3 separate regions of the Mus musculus genome follow, and all the other regions are linked to region 3. Evidence: chromatin contacts called from public promoter capture Hi-C data. All regions are on one chromosome and are shown on one strand. The core of a region is the stretch at or near the end of the contact, and the rest is flanking DNA. Distances in the headings are between cores, read along the strand shown.

What was found. Promoter capture Hi-C pulls out the DNA fragments that hold promoters and counts their contacts.
Region 1: a contact with region 3 is called in a promoter capture Hi-C map of pre-B cells, with 2.9 times the contacts expected there. The contact joins the promoter of 4833418N02Rik here to the promoter of Foxn2 in region 3. A contact is called at or near these places in 4 of 39 promoter capture datasets (the C10 cell line, liver, neutrophils and 1 more) and 1 of 115 datasets of contacts at active chromatin or transcription factors (microglia).
Region 2: a promoter capture Hi-C map of pre-B cells shows a contact between it and region 3, with 8 times the contacts expected there. The contact joins the promoter of Socs5 here to the promoter of Foxn2 in region 3. A contact is called at or near these places in 2 of 39 promoter capture datasets (liver and pre-B cells) and 1 of 115 datasets of contacts at active chromatin or transcription factors (pancreatic cancer cells).

What each region holds. Positions count from the first base shown.
Region 1 is chr17:87,281,328-87,284,217 of GRCm38.p6, reverse strand. 4833418N02Rik (RIKEN cDNA 4833418N02 gene) reads left to right here and starts at 1,404. Exons shown (of 5, transcript NR_015506.3): 1 at 1,404-2,044. Ttc7 (tetratricopeptide repeat domain 7) reads right to left here and starts at 1,332. Exons shown (of 20, transcript NM_028639.3): 1 at 808-1,332. The coding sequence starts at 994.
Region 2 is chr17:87,106,367-87,109,358 of GRCm38.p6, reverse strand. It overlaps Socs5 (suppressor of cytokine signaling 5), which reads right to left and starts at 1,680. Exons shown (of 3, transcript NM_019654.2): 1 at 1,312-1,680. Gm30510 (a long non-coding RNA gene) reads left to right here and starts at 2,012. Exons shown (of 2, transcript XR_877091.1): 1 at 2,012-2,101.
Region 3 is chr17:88,439,170-88,442,348 of GRCm38.p6, reverse strand. Foxn2 (forkhead box N2) reads right to left here and starts at 1,645. Exons shown (of 6, transcript NM_180974.5): 1 at 1,465-1,645.

The DNA.
Region 1 (2,890 bases), core at 155-2,654, 1.2 Mb after region 3:
GGTGTGGCACACAGTAAGCACTATATTGGATCAGGGTTATAATCACCCCATCGCTCCCACAGAGGTGTCCCGGGCTGGGTGGTTTTGGAAAACTCTTTATAGTCGGACTTATTCTCTGCCCACTTCGGAAAAGGTGGGTGTGCACACGCGGCGGGCTCTGAACCTCTCCCACCGCAGAGAGCAAGACACCCGAAACAGGATCTGGGTCTGAAGACTGGGCGGGGTTCTCCCTCTACCCCATCAGGGTGCTTTCCCGCCCCAGCACAAGAGCCCAGCCCAACTAAACCAGCCCTGCTGCAAAAGCCACAGGCTGCCAGGACTGGATGGGGCCAGTGTCCGCCACTGGCGAAGAAACTGAGGTTCGCCGGCCTCTTCTCTGACCAAACGCATCGGTCTAAGTCTGCTGTGGACAGAGCTTGGTCTCAACTTTATTTGAGGGGAAAATAAGAGAAGACACAGAGGAACAAATTTAACATGAGGGAGTTTCGACAGTTTAGGGAGGCAACGGTCCGGTCTAATGAATGCACTTCTCTGATACCTACAGAAACCTCCATTTCAGGGTAGGGTTACCCACGTGACCTTAAAAGGCAGAGAGCACAAACTTTTCTCTTTCTCTCTCTTCTCTTCAAACACCCAATCTGCAAAGCGATTTTTCTCTTGGGACAGACGACTTTCCTAACTGCCTCGGCAAGCCGGAGGGTAGCACCCAGCGCCGGCTCCGGGACGGGTCGGTTGAGTCGCGCTTCCTGGACGAGGCGGTGCTTTTCGCGCGCTCGCTCCGGGCGAATCTGCCCTTCCCTCACTCACCGGTGTCCAGAGTGGTGAACCTGCCGCTCGGGCTGTTTCGCCGGTTGCTACTGCCGCCGCCGGAAATGCCCAGCATCTGCAGATGCCGGGCCAGCTCGAACATGCGGTCCCACTGGCCCTCGGCGCGGCAGCGCTCCACCTCGCTCTCCACCTTCAGGTGGGTGCCGTGCGCGCCCTTCGCAGCCATCTTCGAGCAGGAGCTGTCATGGGAGGTGCGGCGGAGGAGTGGAGACCAGGCCGGGGGCGGCGTCCAGGCTGGGGAGCACTCTCCAGCAGGCTTGACGGGAGTGCAGACGGCATCCGGGGCCCGGGTGGCAGAGGGGGCCCGGGTAACGGCAAGGGGCCCGCAGCAGCAGCAGCAGCAGCGGCGGCGGCAGCGCCCACCGCACCGCCTGGAGCCTCTGGACTGGGGCTGCGGCTGCGCGACCCCAAGGCGTCCAGAAGCAGCCTCCGCCGCTGCTGCAGCAGCTCCTGACGCTGCTGTCTCCTCCTGTGCAGCAGCTGCTGCCACAGCTCCCGCCCCGTGCCCGGGCGTCTCCAACAGCGGAACCTCCCCGGGCCGCGGCTCCACCCCAAAGTGGGCGTGGCTATCCCCCGCCGGGCTAGGCGAGCCGACCGCCAGCGAGGCCACAGAAGCCAAGCGCGCACACGGCGATCTCGGGCCGCCCTCCGCCGGCTCCCCGCCGCTGACTGGGTGCTCACTTTAATGCTGCGGGGAGCCCGGGAGCCCGGGGGCGCCTCGCTCCCCGTTCCCTCCCCATCCCGTCAGGACTCTTGGCCTGGGGTCCTCCGCCCGGACCGCCCGGCTTTGTGTGGTGGCCCCGTCACCGCCACAGCCTGAGGCACGTCACAAATCCGAGGAGCGGCCGACAGGACAGTCCTGGTCCCGGGCTCTTGGCGGATCCGGGTCGGATGCAACGCGCCCGCCCGCAGGGCTGCGGATAGACCGGCCGGGGCAAGTCCCTAAGCTCTTCGGATGTCCCCAACTCGGAGAGGGTTTATGTTTGTTTTAACTGCCGGACTCCTCTTTCCATCGGAATGCCTACTCTGGGTTCTAAAAGAGGATCTCAGCTGATTTTCCACTTGCTGCTACTTTATTTTGGTGTCTAAAGGCTGATCAGAACTCCAGGGAGCGCCCGACTCCGCTCTGCTCCGCTCTAAGGCCAGCGGTGCCCAGAAGTTCAAAGGACTCTGGGCGGGGCTTGGAGGGCGGAGCCAGGACTACCCTGGCTAGAAGGCAAGTATCGTGACCCCACCCTCGGTGAAACTGGAGCTGTCAATCCTGCCTGGGAATTGAGGATGTAGCTAAAACCACAGCCAACACTGAAAAAAAAATCCCCAGGGCCTGTACTTAAGTCACTTGTTGTGAGGTCCATTCCGAAAACGTTCGAGAATGATTTCAGGCAAGCTTTTCAGTAGTTCGAAACTGACCGCTTTCTACTTCTCCGGGAGGTCCTTCCACTCCCTGCCCCTTGCTGCCGGGAAATTTACAGCTTCAAGTTTCAGTACAGAACTAAGGTTTTCGGGTCTATCAGAGCACAGGCTCCTGACGCCCATTACCAGGGCCGGTCCCTATCAAAACTTCAGCTCCTCCGTGTGATCGAAATGAAGCCCCCTTCCTCCCTGGAAGGCAAGATTCCCTGCCCCTGTGTGCAGAACCTGAGGTTCTGCAGAACTAGGTTTCACGGAGGCGGTGGGGCAGGGGGATGGGGTGGGGAGAGGGTTGGGGAAGGCAGAAAGAGTGAAAGACTGACTTGGGTATCCTGAGAATGCGTTTTCAATTTACCTAGTCAGAGTGTTAGTGGGAGATACCCCTGGGGCCAGAGGGAACAGCAGGATTGACAGAAAGGGGAAGGGTAGACTGATAGAAACAAAGAAACCCCATCTTTTCTTCCCATTCTTTTGTCAACCACGGTTGCAAATACTGGAGGACTGGCTGCAGAGAGCATTAGCTCTTGTCTGTTTGACTCTATCATCAGTTTGAGTGTGGGCACGGGAGGGCACAGAGTTCGTGCCTCAGATACAAAGCAAGTGTTCCTCCAGGCGCCTGACCGCGTCTCAGCTCTTTGCTAGCAGAGCCAAG
Region 2 (2,992 bases), core at 431-2,930, 1.3 Mb after region 3:
TTTTGCAGAAATGTTTTAATTAGCCAGCAAAGTAGCCTTCAGATTTTTTTTCCCCCTAAATGTTAAGGACTCCCTAATCAAGTGAGTTTTCATTTTGTAAGCCATAGGAAACTCAACAAATGTATGAAATTAGTAATACAGGTGTGAGTTTAACAGGAGACTACAGACTAGCTGTGCAATTCTCAGCTTACTCTTTCTAGTCCACAGACATGAAAAAGGTAACATCCCTGCAGGACAATCACAAAGGTGAACTCCAGACAACAGTCACCGCTTCCTGCTGTGTCTTCCTTCCGTTGCTAGGCCGATTTCAAAAAGGGACTATGAATCCGAGAGACTATTAAGATTAAAGTACGCATTTGACTAAATTCCCAACTGTTAGAACACTCGAGCTCATTTTAGCAGAGCCTTCTAACACCAGCATCTTTTTCATTTCATTCCTTAAAGAGAAACCATTTTTAAACTTCTATAGAACATGCAGTTCAATTTTACACGGCCCTGTAAAGAAACAGTTAAAAGCAAGCATGACTTAATCGTCTTCTAGGATAAATGTCAGTAAATCGTAATAGGACAGTCTAGCCTAGTGTTAACTTTGAAAGGAGCAGGCCTCCGGTGTAGATGAGAAGCTGCTGTAAGAATGTCAAGGTGTAGTTGGAAGAATGTCCAGGAGAACTGGTAACTGCCCAACCCCATCAAATATATACATACAATTTAAAATAAGGAATCACTGACGAAGTCCAGCAGCCAGCCACCTTTTGCTTGGAACACCAAAATAAAAAAATGCCAAAAGCTCGTGGCTGACCCCCATAGCCTTCAAAGTTGAGAACCAAACCAAGGGTATTCACGTTGTTCCTCAGCATCCTTCTGTCAATGCAACTCCCTCTCCACAAACTCACTCCGCTTCAGCTACTCGAATGCCCAAGTCCCAGCACCAAAGAACCATTTATTAAAAGCTCAAGGACTTGGAGCGGGGTCTTCCTTGCGGCCGCCTCCGCATCCTGTAATAACCACCCCAGGTTAAACCCCCCAGAGATGCTCCAGTCTTTTCCCGCATCCACGCTCCCCGGTCCTTCCTTCACGTCCCGGTAGACCTTTTATCGTCGCCCTTGAGGACCCTCAGGTCGGAGCTATGGAGCTCTTAGGTGACCTGCCTGGACCCCCTCTACCCTTGGCAGTGGGCACCGACGACCTCCCCCACCCAGTCTCGACCCACCACGACCCCGATGACGAATGCCCTCCTATCGGCCCCAGACGACCCCTTCTTCCCCTTAGGTGTCCCGACTCCCACCGAAAAGCAATTCCTCCGAGACGTACCGAGAGCCTACTGCGAGTAAGCTCCCACTACGCGCGGCGGCACCGTGCGCAGGGGCTCAACGCCCCGGCTTGTCTTCCTCTTCCCGGCGGATCCATCCCGGCCCGAGGGCCGTGCCGCCTGCGCCGAGGTGCGGAGGCGCCCACCGGAGGAGGACTGCGCCGGGGGAAAACGGGGACCCGGGCAAGGAGAGGCGGCCGCTTGAGGGCAGGCGCCGGGCGACCGCGGGGGACACTCAGCGGCCGGGACACGCGCGGCGGCCTCATCCAGGGCACCTGCGGCCAGGCAAGGATGGGCCGGGGCAGCGCAGTCAGCGACAGGGCGAGCGCGACCGCCCGCGCGTCCCGTCCTCCGCTCCTGCCGGGCCGGCGGCGCAGCCTCGCTTCCTCCGGACGGAGCCCGGGGACCCCAGCTCGGCCGGATGCCCCCGCCAGCCCCCACCCCTTCCCGGCCGCCTCCCCCTCGTCACCCTCTCCCCTCCCCCCGCCCCCCCAGCCCCCCACCGGAATGGAAAATACCTCCCGGGGTGGGGGGCGGGCTGGGCCACGCCTCTCTGAAGGGCAGCCTACCGTGACCAATGGCAGGCGGGGCTCCAGGTGGGCGGGACTCCCGGCGGCCAATCCAGAGGCGGGTAGGTGAAGGCCGGAGGAGGGAGGCTGGGAGCTAAAGAGGGGAGGCCGGCGAGTTAAGGAGGTCCGGCCGCGCTGGTGCGTGCTGTGCGCGGCTGCCATTTTGGAGTCGGGCAGCTGAGACAAGCGGCCGGGTTCGGCCGAAGAGGGAGGAGCCAGTCAGGTGGGAGAGAGGCTGACACGTGGGCGGGGTGGGCGGGGCCAAGCGGGCTCGGACTGGAGGGGAGGGGGAGAGGCCCGGGAGGCTAGGAGGCTGGAGAGGGTCACGTGGCCGTGGAACGGGCTAGGGGTGGGCGCTCGGGTGGAAGGTCAACCCGAGGTGCGGGTGGGGAGTAGCTTTGTTCCTTTGGGCTCCGTTAGGGAGACCAAGGGGAAAATGCTGAATGGAGGTTGCGAGTGCCGGGTAGGAAAAAAATGTGAATGAGTCTCCCTAGCTCCCTTCAGCATGGAGCCATCCGAGTCACTGAATTCCAATATTCAACGGGAAACCGGGCACCTCATTGAATTCAACTCTTCCTATCCAGGCTCTCAGCTGCCACGAAGATGAGTCATACACGAGGGGAGGGGTGTTGTCGCTTCCTCTCTTTGCTTGCATTTTATGTGGATCGCCCCGGCCGTGGAAATGACAGCAAGGACAGAGAAGTGAATGGGGGGTTGTGATACCCGCGAGACTCCTCAGCTGCCCCTTTAGAACCGTGGTTACCACCGCTTCTTGGCCTTTTGGCTAAGATCAAGTGTAGAACCGTGGTTACCACTCGTAAGCTAACTGGCCACTTCTTAGACATACTACTTTCCGGTGCTCAGACAAAAAGACTTGTTTACTTCATGATTCAAATACAGTAGTCTGTTCCCCCTGCGTATCTCCCCAAAGTGGTCCTTCTATCAGCGGCATACACATAGGGTCACACACACCTTAGTCCGGTTTGTTTGAAACAGTCTCACTGTATAGCCTAGCATGATTTGGAACGCAATATGTAGCCCAAGCTGTCTTCTAGGTAATGGTGCTCCTACTTCAACCTGCTGAATATTGAGATTTTTGACCACCTTTAGTCTT
Region 3 (3,179 bases), core at 396-2,895:
TTAAAACGATTTTTCTAAAGAGTCGGGGAACTCTTTTTATAAAGACATTGCCCTGTCGCTCTTTGAAGATACCTAACACTGCTGAAATTTTAAGATGAATCATCAAAGTTGCAGCGAATGGCAAAAATGGCAATAGACACCTTACCAGAATTGCAAAGGAAAGCCATTCTACGATTCAGGTGAAACAACTAGATGTGATCGGTTCGGCTTTTTCCACTTCCTCTTATTAGAGCGCAGAAGCCAAGACTATACCATTACAAAGCCCCTGCTGCGAGAGAAGCCTCAAGCTCTCTGGCCGCTAGAGCACTCTATTGCACTCAGCCGGCCACGTGGCTGTCACAATCAGAAGACAGGAGAAAAGAGCACCAACTAACCTGGAAATAATTAACCGCTCACAGCGGAGTTGCAAGTAGGGGAAAAAAAAAAAAAGTCTGTCATTTCTCTGCACTTATGACTCCTCCCACCGCCACCCAAAAGGTGGAAAAAGGAAAGCTTTAAAGCAGAAACCAAGTGCAAGAAGATCTCGAGAGCGCGGCTTCCCAATGAAATTGCTACCCCCAACTCGCGTGAGGTGCGGCGGTGGGAACCCAGGCATTTTGCCGGAGGGCAGCCGGGGGCGGAGTTTGCAGTGCAAGACCGAGCACCGAGCACGTGGACTCCCTGCCCCTAACCTCCCCGGCTCGGCTTCGGGCTGCCGGGCACTGCACGCCGGCCGGCACCCAAGCTCAAGGCCGCGGACCACCGCGCACCCTCCCGGCCCGAGCGCCGGGCCGGAGGGCAGAAGTAACCTCGGCCCCGAAGGAGATGGCGAACAGGAAGTGCACATGTTGCAACGCCGAAACAGTCCAAGTCCCACCCCCACCCCACCCCACCCCACCCCCGGCCCGGGCCAGCCAGGCTTGGGGGCGCCTCCGGCCGCGAGAACCGGGCTGGGGTCGCCACCCCACATCGGGGCCCCGCGCCCGAAGTTTACGCGAGTCCTCCTGGGCACTACTTCTCCGGGCCCAGCCATCCCGCCCGGGCCGGGCCGGGCCCCGGACTGGGACTCCACGCCGCGCGCGTCCCGCTCGGATGGGAGCCGGAGCGGCGACGTGGCTGGCGCGGGCTCCCCGGGACTCTTAGAGCAGCAACTCCCGGGGTCGCAGGTTTCCGCCTGGGCGTCCTCTGCCCTCTGTGGCTCCGACTGCGCGACGCCCCCTCCGGTACGGTCATTACCTCGGGAGAAAACTCCTAACTCCTCACTCCCGGGGACCCGTGCTCGCCTCGGTTCCACACCCCCGGGGCAGCCCACGCTCTGCCGGAGCCGCGCGCCGGGTACACCCCCGCGCAGGGGCGCCAATTCTTCCCGGGACACAAAAATGTCCCGGCGCGTCACGGGACAGCCGCCTCCGCGCCCCCACGCCCAGCGCCGGCCGCACACGCTGCCTCCGCGCCGCGCCGCGCCGCGCGACCCCGGGGACTCACCGTCACTCAGCCGCCGCGAACCAGAGGCGAGGGCCGGGCCGGGCCAGACACAATATGGCAGAGCACCGCAGCTGCTCCCGTGGCTCCCAGCAGCCGCCTCCGGGACACCCAGGCGCGAGCAGGCAGTGGCAGCTGCGGTGGCGGCCGCCGCAGCACCACATCCCCCCCCCCCCCACCCCTCCCGCCTGCTCGCTTCCTCCCCTCCTCCCCGCCCCGCTGCCATGACAACGCGGCGCCAAGGCGCTTGGCCCCGCCCCTCCTTCCGTCCCGCCTCCCGCAGCCCGCCCTTGCCTCGTCCCGCCTCCTACCAGGGCGGCGGCCGCCCCTCCGAGCTGTCGTCCTGCAGGCGGGTGGGGGGGAAGGTGGCGTCCGGAAGGGTGGAGCGGGCTCGGAAGGCAAAGCGAGGGGACGCTGAGGTTTACGGAGCTGGGCGTGCAGGCGGGAAAATGAAAAGCCCTCGCCTGTCGCCCGGAAGGACCTATGGGAGGGCGACCGAGGCGCGGCGCGGCTGCTGAGTGGACGAGCTGGCGCGGGACGCGCGAGTGTCCGCCCGCGACGCGTGTGCTGGGGCTGCCGCGACGGCCCGAACAGCCCCTTGGCTTTGAAAGTGTGGGGACCGGGAAGCTTTCTTGAGAACAACGCTACCTTCTTCTGACTGAAGTGCCGTGGAAACTCTATGCAGAGCAGATTTTAGAGGGGAAATGGGGCTTTGGAATCAGATCCAAATTTTACTAAAGATTTTCTGAGACTCTGTCTCCCAAATTAAAAACCAGTAATAAAAGGCAACACAGCAACAACAAAAATGTACAGAGCTCTCACTAATTGCTGTGTACAGTAATAAGGACTTAATATGCATTGTACACGTATTGCCTACACTGTATTGCGGGTACAGTGCTGCTAGATAAAACGGGAGTGGCCAGTTAATTCTGAATTGCAGACAAATGTAGAATAATTTTTAATGTTAAGGACATTCCCTTCGGGGTATACTTTCTGGTTGCTTCATGTTTTAGTGAATCTGCCAACTCTACAATTTCAGGAATTCCCTTTACATAGAAGGAAACTGAAGCCTAGAAGTAGCCTATCAAACTGCCCTTGGCAGTGAAGGTTTATGTATCAGTACTGGGTAGGGTGAGGCTGGAGGAGTGCCAAGATTTAGAGGTCACCCTGGCCTTCATAAGAAGTTTCTGTCTCAGCTGCGCGGTGGTGGCGCGCGCCTTTCATCCCAGCACTCGGGAGGCAGAGGCAGGCGGATTTCTGAGTTCGAGGCCAGCCTGGTCTACAGAGTGAGTTCCAGGACAGCCAGGGCTACACAGAGAAACCCTGCCTCAGAAAAAAAAAAAAAAAAAAAAAAAAAAAGAAGTCTGTCTCAAAAGGAAAGCAGGGTATAGTGCCTCATTCCTGTAATCCTGGAACTTGGAAGGAGGACATAGGAGACTCAAATGTTTAAGGCCATCTACATAGGGAGAGAGAGAGAGAGAGGACTATTCCATTGAATTTCTAAAAGAAAACTATAGTTTGAGTTTACTGTTATCATTATGAACCTGGAAATTAAACCTTTCAATTTCTATACCCAGTTCTTTAAAAACCATGCTACTGATACCTGTTTCACACAGATATAAATGGATTAAGAGAAAGGGTCTCTAAAACGGAGACATTGCCCGTCTGCTTGCTCAACAAAGCTTCATTTGGTTCCTGATGAGGGGATGTTGACTATT